2 separate regions of the Mus musculus genome follow, and region 2 is linked to region 1. A link is a contact called in public Hi-C data. All regions are on one chromosome and are shown on one strand. Each heading gives the region's core, a stretch centred on a gene start, on an enhancer-like site or on the middle of the called end of the contact. The rest is flanking DNA. Distances are from core to core; before and after follow the strand shown. Region 1 holds the start of Zc3hav1l (zinc finger CCCH-type, antiviral 1-like). Region 2 overlaps Zc3hav1 (zinc finger CCCH type, antiviral 1).

Region 1 (5,060 bases), core at 918-3,417:
AGGGAGAACATTGTATACATAATAAATAAATCTTTTCTAAAAGATAAGAATTGCCTTTTCTAAAGATTTATTTATTATATATAAGTACACTGTAGCTCTCTTCCGACACACCAGAAGAGGGCATCAGATCCCATTACAGATGATTGTGAGCCACCATGTGGTTGCTGGGAATTGAACTCAGGACCTCTGAAAAAGCAGCCAGTGCTCTTAACCTCTAAGCCTTCTTTCTAGCCCCAAATAAATAAATCTTTTAAAATTATTTTATGGGTAGTCTCATAAATTTGAGATGATTCTTTTGTTAATAAATTCACAGAAATAGAAACAAATGTGTTAATTTTACCACTCCAGCAAATAAAAATGGGTAGTGTTTAAGTATCTGGAACCAAATCATAGTACTTAAAAGCAGTTAAAATGGGGGCTGGTAAGTTGGCTCAGTGGGTAAGAGCACCCGACCGCTCTTCCGAAGGTCCAGCAACCACATGGTGGCTCACAACCATCCGTAACGAGATCTGACTCCCTCTTCTGGAGTGTCTGAAGACAGCTACAGTGTACTTACATATAATAAATAAATAAATCTAAAAAAAAAAAAAAGAGTTTCTTTAAAAAAAAAAAAAAAAAAAAAGCAGTTAAAATGAACATCTAAAGTGGTGGTGGGAGGTGGCTCCCTATCACCTTCGCCTTTGAAGGGGCGTGGATTAGCAGAACAGAAAGCTAGCCTCAGCTAAATGACAAGTTCACTAACATCCTGGGCTATTTAAGATCCTATCCCAACAAAAGAACACAAACATCGAGGGATAGACATCAGTGAGAGAAAGCCTTGCCACAGTTGATGGTAGGATGGCGACTTCTCAAGGACTCACCTCTGGGAAAAGGCAGGGGTCGTTCTGCAAAAGCAGGATTCGCAGCTGCCCTTCATTGAGGCCAAAAAGCCCCCGGCTTTTCAGGACTTGGACGTTGATAGGTGTGTGGATATCATGGGACAGAGAACAGGTAGACCTAGAAGAGTTCAAAGCAGTCAGGAGGCCGGGTCAAGAAGAGGGAAGAGGCTGGTGGGTCTAACTCTGCCTAGGGCATTTCCACTTCACAAGTGAATTCCCCAAGTACTAATAAAACAATTCGGATTGAGGCAACTCAGCTTCCAGGGGTCATTTCCCTGTTCTGTGAGTACCCTACCCTCAGGCTTTTTTGAGATTACTTATCTGTTTTTGTAAAGACTAAAACGTAATCTTCAGGCCAACAACAGCTGCTGGCCTCTCTTTGTCCACCAACACTACAAAGAAAGCACTAGAAAGCTTCCCGGATTGCTGCAAAGCACTGGGCTTGGGCTATGCAGCACTATGCCCTCACCCCATCCTGCCACCAGTTTCCTGCGATTGGACACCAGATTTTTAAGCGCGAAAGGGCTGTGGTTATGGAAGGAGGGAGAGAAGGGAACAGAAGTTCCGCGGGCCATAAAGCCCCCAGGTGTCCCTCAAGCGGCATTTGGCATAAGTGAATTCAAAAGTGGCAACACGGATTCAACCGGGCTGCTGTTGTGGAACATCCTAGCATCCTGGGACAGGGACAGCAAATTGGGGGGCGGGGGGGGGGTGAATAATAAACCTCAGTGGAGAGACCTTCCATATTATTTCTCTCGGCGACTAGGTGCACAGGGCGGCCAGCGCGAAGGCCTTTGTCCCATCCCACCCAGGCTCGCCGAGAAGCATCCGGAAGGCGCATCCCGCCCGCCCGCACCCACTGCCCCGCTGGACACTGAGGACTCCGCCCCTCACCAGCAGTCGCGGTGGGGGCACTTGCCCAGCATGTGGCGGCGACACAAGTGCAGCTGGTCGCAGCCCTGACACTCCCCGCGCTGGTAGCGGGCGCAGAGGCGCGCGGAGGACACGGCCATCACCCTGCAGGCCGTGGCGCCGCCGCCTGAGCCCGCGCCCGCGCCCTCGCCCGCCGCCACCTCGGCCTCTGCGTCCCACGGGCCGTCGCGCAGCTCCACCTCCTGCAGCAGGAAGCGCTCTGGACCCGCGCGCCGCAGCACGGCCCGCAGCTTCGCCTCCGACAGCTCCACGTGGCCGCGCAGGTCCTGCAGGAACATGCGGCCGCCGTGAGCACACAGCACCTTGGTGAGGAACGCGCACAGAGTGAGGTCCGCCATGGCCCGCCAGCGCGTCCCCGCCAGCCCGGGGCCTCCAGGCTCCTCCCCGCCGCGGCCCCGACCGGAGCCTGCGAGCTGTAGGGGGCCGGGCCTCAGAAGGCAGGGCCTGAGCCCCTGCAACATTCCTGGCTCCTGGGTTCCTGGCAGATACCGGATAACAGGGAGGGCTGCAAAGAATGTAAACTGCTGAAGTGGTTCTCCCAGCCTGGGGGCGCGCGCCTGGAATGTTAGCTAGCACCTGGGAGGTGGGGGCAAGAAAAGGCCGAGATCAAGGCCAGCGTCCTTTGCAAAGGGGAGTTGGAGGCTAGCCTGGACTACATGACACCCTGTCTCAAAAAACCTAGTAAGGAACCAGCACAGTGGGTAAAAACTTCCTAAGTGTTGGGGTCCATGAGTCGCCCCACGAGCTTACACAAACCCCGATTTCAGTCAGATAGGGATGGTTTATTGAACACACACCATAATACTGATCAATCAGCTCCATGCCTCAGATGGGATTGAGCCATGATATTGTTGATTTTTCTCTGTCAGCTTATAAATAAACATTTTTCCTATTGTCAAATTGGTGACAATATACATAAACACCCACTAAACCTAAAAGGATTTTCCTTCCTAACAATGGACAAATTCCTAGCGTATTATTCCTCTACGGAGTGGTCGAGAGATATTCTATGGTTTCGTCGCTATGATTCCTTAATGGAAAAGAACCCTGTTGCTCCTGTAGAACCTGCCTTTCCCTGTGTTCCCTCCCTACTAAGAAACGGTTTACATGGAATCCTTATCTGCTTACCAGGGAGCCCAGCCGAAAATGTAAACTGAGAAGTGGTTCCTTGGGATTACCTTGTAAAGGGTCTGCTCTCAAACAATCCTTCTCTGTTTGCCTCTGAGAGAAGCCGACCTAAGATACAACTGAAAAAAGAAAGATTCAAGTTGAGAAAGGGGTTAGAGAGGAATGAAAACCACATGCACACAGAGAGAAGAGACGTTCAAGCAAGATAGAGATAGGGAAGAATTTTACTTCAAGGGCACTGATGTTGTAAGCAAGTGTATCCAGAAGTTTAATAAGACTGATTCTGTATGTTACAGAATAGATGGACTGGGAAGACAGCCCAGTGGATAAAACACTTACTAGACAAGTGTGAGGCTGGAATTTGAATGCCCAGATCCTATACAAATACAGGAAGATGTGGGGGCCACTTGTAATGCAAGCACTTGGTAGGCAGTGGCAGGATCCACAGGGGCAGCTAATTGGCTAGACTAACCAAATGGGTGAGATCCCGACTCAGCCAAAGACCTTGCCCTTAGAAATATATTCAATTTCAGAATTCTGGATTGTAATTCATTCCAGATTAAAAGTCTGAATGAGTACCGTGAAAAAATTTGAAATTCTGCCATCTTTTCAGAGAGTTTTTAAATGCTAGAGGCCTGATATCATATAGGGGTATGGTAATTTGAATTTGCTTGGCCCAGGGAGTGGCATTATTAGGAGATGCGGCTTGTTGGGTAGGTGTAGCCTTGTTGGAGGAAGTGTGTCACTGTGAGGGTAGGCTCTGAAACAAGTTTTCTCCTGTTTGCCTTCAGAACAATATGTAGAACTCTCAGCTCCTCCAGTGTTATGTCTGCCTGGATGCTGCCATGTTTCCTGCCATGATGATAATGGACCTAATCTCAGAACTAGTAAGCCATCCCCCAATTAAATGTTGTCCCTTATAAGAGTTACCTTGGTCACGGTGTCTCCTCACAGCAATGGAAACCCTAAAATAGAAGTTGGTACCAGGAGTGAGGTATTGCTTTGATAGGCATGATCATGTTTTTTCTTTGGAGAAATGTGGACTTTGGGACTTTGGATTTGGGAAGCAATGGTATGCTTTAAGTGGGGCTTAAAGGGCCATCCTAGTAGGACCATAAAAGACATTGGTGCTGAGGATGATCTGAACTGTGCAGACCTGGCCCAAGAGGTTTCAGTGGAGAAGAATTTCAGTATGTGGCATAGAAACTATTCTTGAGATATTTTGGTGAAGAATGTAACTGCTTTTTGCCCTTGTCTGAAGAGTCTACCCGAGGCTAAGGTAAAGAGAGTTCAATTAATTTCATTGACAAAGGAAAGTCTCAGAAAAGCCCAGCAGAGACTTTGTTCTCTGGAGTAGTCTCATGAAGAGTGTTTTGATGAAAAGGAGCAATCTGAGAAAGTAAAAATACAAAATGTATGGCTCAAGTAATAAAAGGGCATCACAGAGTGGAATGGGGCTCAATTCTGTGTTCTAGGAGACAACAGATTAAGGGAGTGGAGACTTTGGGGCAAGATCCCACCCAGCTAAGTTTACCATTTATGTGTTTGCCATTGAACATGGTGGAATGGGGCTCAATTCTGTGTTCTAGGAGACAACAGATTAAGGGAGTGGAGACTTTGGGGCAAGATCCCACCCAGCTAAGTTTACCGTTTATGTGTTTGCCATTGAACATGGAATAGTTGTACCATGTAAGGCTTTATTATTAATTGGTTATTGTTTTCATTCAGACTTTTTTTTTTTCACAGCACTCATTCAGACTTTTTATCTGGAATGAATTACAATCCAGAAATGGAGGACTCAGGCTTTTGATTCAGCTCTTGAGAAATAGTGGCCATGAAAAGCTTAGGTCCAGCCATAGTAGTACAGGCCTTTAATCCCAAGAGACAGAGGCAAGCAGATCTCTCAGTTCAAGGCCGACCTGGTATAGAGCAAGTTAGGTGATACACACCTCTAATCCCAGCATTCAGAAGTCAGCCATGCAGATCTCTGAGTGAGGTTCAAGGTCAACCTACAAAGCAAGTTTTAGGACAGCCAAGCTTAGGCAATGAAGGAGTTGAAAAACAGAAAGCTGATGATAATGTAATAGAACAAGGGGGCCAAGTTCCAGGTTTAGCAAGCAG
Region 2 (5,060 bases), core at 1,384-3,883, 39 kb after region 1:
AAGTCTTCTGTAGACTAAGTACCAGGAGACGTAGCTTTTCATTGCTTCACTGCAGATCCTAGAGTCAGAGATTCTACCCCCTTCATAAACTTGGCTTCTACTGCGTCCACTAGACAAGAAGAGCCAGTGAGATGGCTCAGTGGATAAAAGTGCCTGCCACCAAGCCTGAATGACTTGGGGTTAGTCTGGGGAAAGAGAGCTCCTGAAGTTGACCTCTGACCTCCACACATATGGCTGTATATACACACACAAAATAATAAGTAATACAGTCATGCTGGCCAGTCTTATTATGTCAACTTGACACAAGCTAGAGTTTCCTGAGGCTAGCCTCTGTCTCCAAAGCCCTGGAATTAACTGATGCACACATGTCCCACCCCCAAGCAAACTTTTTTTTTTTTTTTTTGAAGACAGGGTTTCTCTCTGTAGCCCTGGATGTCCTGGAACTAGCTCCATAGAACAAGCTGGTGTCCATCTCAGAGATCTACCTGCCTCTGCCTCCTGAGTGCCGGTATGTTATATAAAAGTGTGTGCCACCACCACCAGACTATAATAAGCTCTTTTAAAATGAGGGGATAGAGCCACTTGTAAAACTGCATACACATCATTGTTTCAATTGTATTAAAGTGGTGCATGCAGATAGTGAAGTTGAGATTTTACAGGCAGATTTCTTGCAGTTTTCCTTCTGTTTGTGTTTGCTGGCTTGCTTGTTTTTTGAGATGAGATTTCTCTGTGTAGCCCTGGCTGTCCCAGAGCTCACTCTGTAGATCAGGCTGGCTTCGAACTCAGAAATCCTCCTGCCTCTGCCTCCTGAGTGCTAGGATGAAAGGTGTGTGTCACTATGCCCCACTGTGGTTTCTGTACATTTGCAAATTCACACAGTTAAAAGGGAAAGGGCATACCTCTCATGCTAGGGGGGTTCCTCCGAGTGTGTTTGTTGTTGCAGATATCCTGGATGTTCTGGACCACATCAGAACTCAGCCCATGCTCCCTCATGATGGCCAACACCTTCCTGTCCATCAGGTTATGAGACCTGAGACAGTTGAGGTAACTGCAGTTGCCCCGGGTGAAGTGCTCACAGATGTGGAGTCTCTCGCAGGGCTGCGGCTGCCCGCAGATCTGTTTGCGGCCCTCTCCTTTGTAACTCTTGCATATCTAGAGAAGAAAGAAAGAACCATGAGGCAAGAACACCTGGACCTGGCTGCCACACCACCAGTTAAGGGTGCAGCCCCCCCCCCCAAAAAAAACAACCCAGGAGAGCCATGGGGGAAACAATGCACGCAACACCCAAGGCTGATGAGATGGCTTCAACTGGTGACTTATTTGGGGACAGAAGAGTCGAAAGAATTAACAGACAATATCACGTATGATGGTGCATACCTGTAACCCAGTGTTCAGGAGGCCGAGGCAAAGAGGATCACAAATGCAGTGCAGAAACCTTGCATTTAAAAGAAAGGAAACTTAAAGGAGAAAAATAGTGATGAATTTGATAATTCCTGGGAGAATCAAACTCACATGGCAAGCTGTACACAGGACATCATAAGGGAGCCCCAAAGAGGAAGTCTAATTTGGATCTTAACTTACTCTACCGTTGAAAGGAAAAAAAAGTGTGTGTGTGTTATTTGCAACTTTGGGATTTTGTCATTTGTCTCTGATAGCCAGAATAGGACCTGTTCAAATGATTTTGTATGTGAGGGGTGGGAGAGAGGGAAGAAGTAGGGTGATGAACTCTTTTAAAAAAAAAGAGATTTATTTATTTATTTATTTATTTATTTATTTATTTATTTATTATGCTTACAGCGCTCTGCCTGCATGTGTGGCTGCAGGCCAGAAGAGGGCATCATATCACCGTATGGATGACTACAAGTGGTTGCTGGGACTTGAACTCAGGCCCTCTTAACCTTTGAGTCATCTCTCCAGCCTTCCTTGACCTATGAAGACATCCACCTGCCTCTGCCTCCCAGGAACTGGGATAAAGGTGTGCACACTCCTCCCCACTTGGTTTTTGTTTGTTAGCCAGAATGAAAGGTGCGCACCACTGTGCTGCTCAGCCTTGCTTTCAGGTTTTGGACACGAGGACTCATGTAGCACAGACTAGATTTCAACTCATAATCCTGCTTCCCTGACCTCCCAAGTGCTGGGATTGCAGGCACACACCACCATAACCAACTCAGTAAGGAAATCCTTACCCACTATCTAGACTCCCTTTGGGGGTCAAATAGCAGGGTAAGATTCATAACAGCAGCAAAAGTGCAGTTATGATGTAGCAATGAAATAATTTGATGGTTGGGGGTCACCCACAACACAAGGAACTGCATTAAAGGGGCACAGTGTTAGGAAGGTTCCAGTGTTCTATTTTTTTTTTAATTTATTTATTATATATAAGCACACTGTAGCTGTCTTCAGACACCCAGAAGAGGGCATCAGGTCTCATTACGGATGGTTGTGAGCCACCACATGGTTGCTGGGATTTGAACTCGGGACCTTTAGAAGAGCAGTCAGTGCTCTTAACCGCTGAGCCATCTCTCCAGCCCCCAGTTACAGTATTCTAAACAAACACATCTGCACACATAGCTCTACAGAGCTGGAGTAAAATCCAGGGATGGTGCAATCAGATCATGTGGCTACAGGGCTAACAGAGACTGCTTTAAAGTCAAGGCCCTAGAAGCAGCTGGGTAACCTCCCGGTCCCAGTGACCTTCTAGTTTCTGTTTCCTTTTCGACAGCAGAAGGAAAATATTTGTTCTGTCTGCCTGCCTAACATCTGTTGGGAGGCGGCGTGACAAAGTATAAGACTGTATTGTGCAAAGTAAGAAGTCTGAGGCAGGTGTCTGAGCCACTAGGTGAAGAAAATGATTAGTCATTAGCCTCACCTTGCAGGCAGCTGAAAGATGAAGGTGTTTAGTTCAATAGGCTGTATGAACTGGGAATGAGTCTGGATGCAGAGACAAAGGCTGACCCCAGGAATAGTGACAGAGCCTCTAGAACCAGACTTCAGCGCATAAGTGCTACCGAATCTAATTCTAGACCACAGTTCTTAAAGTGAGGTGTCTGAACCATGAGCATCACCTGGACACATAGAGGAATCCAGGAGCTGGCTTGTAACACAGGCCCTGGGTTCAATTCCCAGTAGCAGGTACACCAAGCATAATAGTACGTGTCTACTACTATGAGCCCTCAAGAAGTGGAGAAAGTATGTCTGTTTGAGGCTAGCCTGGGCTACATAGGGTGCTCGTGTCTCTAATAAAACAAAGAGCAGGTGAGGTGGGGTATACCTTTAACCCCAACTAGGAAGGCAGAGGCAGGTGGATCTCTATGTGTTCAAGCTACACAACGCCCTGCCTTCAGAGCTCAGTGGACACCTCAAAAATCACCTGTTGTGCCAGAGTTTTTAAATGCCCCCAAATGGTCAATCCTCAAGAAATCTCCATTGGCTAGCTTGTCTTATCTAACAGAACTCCAACCTTCTTGGCAGCTTCATATCTCTTCTACCCTTCCATCTCTTCCTGTATTGCTCTGCCTCCCTGTCTGTCTTCTGCCCCTTTCGGCGTTGCTCCTGCTCAGTCTCCCATTCTGTGTGAGACTGCTAATGACTTTGTATTGTGGGTACACTCAGGGATTCTCCACTCAAGGGCTTTTCTCGGGTCATGCATGGTCCTTTGAGCAACATCAACTGACTCTCCACTCTATAAGCCTATGCAAATAAGACTTCATTATCTTCCATCATCTGTCTTTCCTCTAGTAATAGAAGTCCTTGACAGGCAGCCACTCCGCCAGCAACTACATTTCTCAGCCCCACTTTCAACTAATATGACCATGTGATTAGCACTGGCCAATGAGATGTGAGCAGATGTGCTACACACAGTGTCCAGTTTTCAAAAGGGTAAACTGCTTGGCTTCAACTTCCCTTCTACAATCCCACTGACTAAAAAGTGGTGACAGAAATCCCTGTACTAAGAGATGAAAGCCACATTCCGAAGACAACAGGGCTCGTAACTCACTAACATGAGTCTTGCAAAAAGGTGTTGGACCCTCTTCCCAACCCTGCGGCATATCTGCCTGCCCGCATCCACACAGGACCCAGAGGCACCGTACTTCTGTAACAATCCACAGTCAACAATTTAGGCTCTTCTGGCCAGTCAGTCTCTGTTGCAACTACTCACCTGACCCCTGGAGGGGGAAACAGAAACAGAAAACCTGTAAACTCATCTGCACGGCTGTGTTCCACTAGACTTTTATTTCTGGACTAGGTTTGGCTTCTGGGCTGTAGCCTACTGGTCCTTGATGAGGCTATCAAGGAGTAAAAAGCTTAAAGTATATTTTCTTTATCACTGAATTTACAGTAGGAGTCTCTGGCACAGTGACACAATCTGTGCCTGCATCTTTCAGGCATCCAGCTTCAATTCCAAGGCTACCCTGATGTTAAGCCTCAGGCAGTCCAGCTACCGCCACGTCTTCAAGCCATCTTTGTTCACAGTGGAATCCCTGGCAGCCATGTGGACCCAAATTCTTCTTTCATTTGTTCAGACAGGGTCTCACCAGGTAGCCTTGGCTGGCCTGGAACTTATTACATAGACAAGGCTAGCCTCAAACTCATATAGATCTGCCTGCCTCTGCCTCCCAAGAGTGCTGGGTTTAAAGGTGTGCACCAGCACGTCTGGCTTGCACATAATACTCTTGCCTGGTGTTTAAAGTGAGAACCAGGACCTACCTCAGGCATGAAGAAAGGGTCGCTTTGGACCAGGAGGACCGCCAGCTCCTCTTGGTTAAGCCCGGAGAGCTCATGATTCTTCAGGACCTGGAAGTTCTGTTCCGAGAGAACATCGTGAGAATATTTGCAGAGGTTCCTGGAAGGACAGAGGACAACTGTCAATGTTTGCACGTCACAGCGGAAATGAGAAAGAAGACAGCCATATTCACACGGCATGGGGGTAGAAAGAGGGCCGGGAGAGGGACGGCAGGCATCTCGAGTTCTAAGCAAAGGGGGAGAAGAAAAGAGGACACAGAAGGAATTACTGGGAAGAAGAAAGGGTTTACTGAGTTGGAGAGATGGCCCTGCAGTTA

The links. Hi-C and Micro-C count contacts between places; a contact is called where the count stands out from the background.
Region 2: a contact with region 1 is called in a Hi-C map of Th2 cells, with 1.5 times the contacts expected there. The contact joins the enhancer-like site here to the promoter of Zc3hav1l in region 1. A contact is called at or near these places in 2 of 39 promoter capture datasets (embryonic stem cells and macrophages), 26 of 484 Hi-C or Micro-C datasets (the Ba/F3 cell line, the C2C12 cell line, CD4 T cells and 18 more), 7 of 115 datasets of contacts at active chromatin or transcription factors (CD8 T cells, the SCID.adh cell line, embryonic forebrain and 3 more) and 2 of 9 other capture datasets (adipose tissue and liver).

The regions. Positions count from the first base shown.
Region 1 is chr6:38,297,092-38,302,151 of GRCm38.p6, forward strand. It overlaps Zc3hav1l (zinc finger CCCH-type, antiviral 1-like), which reads right to left and starts at 2,168. Exons shown (of 4, transcript NM_172467.3): 1 at 1,773-2,168; 2 at 861-996. The coding sequence starts at 2,149.
Region 2 is chr6:38,335,513-38,340,572 of GRCm38.p6, forward strand. It overlaps Zc3hav1 (zinc finger CCCH type, antiviral 1), which reads right to left. Exons shown (of 13, transcript NM_001347122.1): 2 at 4,708-4,843; 3 at 900-1,152. Among named protein-coding and RNA genes, the nearest start is that of Zc3hav1, 17 kb to the right of the region's middle. Within about 2 kb of position 2,634, at least 43 of the 459 cell types and tissues checked have an H3K27ac peak or open chromatin away from gene starts, as enhancers often do. A contact at or near this core is called in CD8 T cells, Th1 cells, Th2 cells and 3 more, where this site is marked.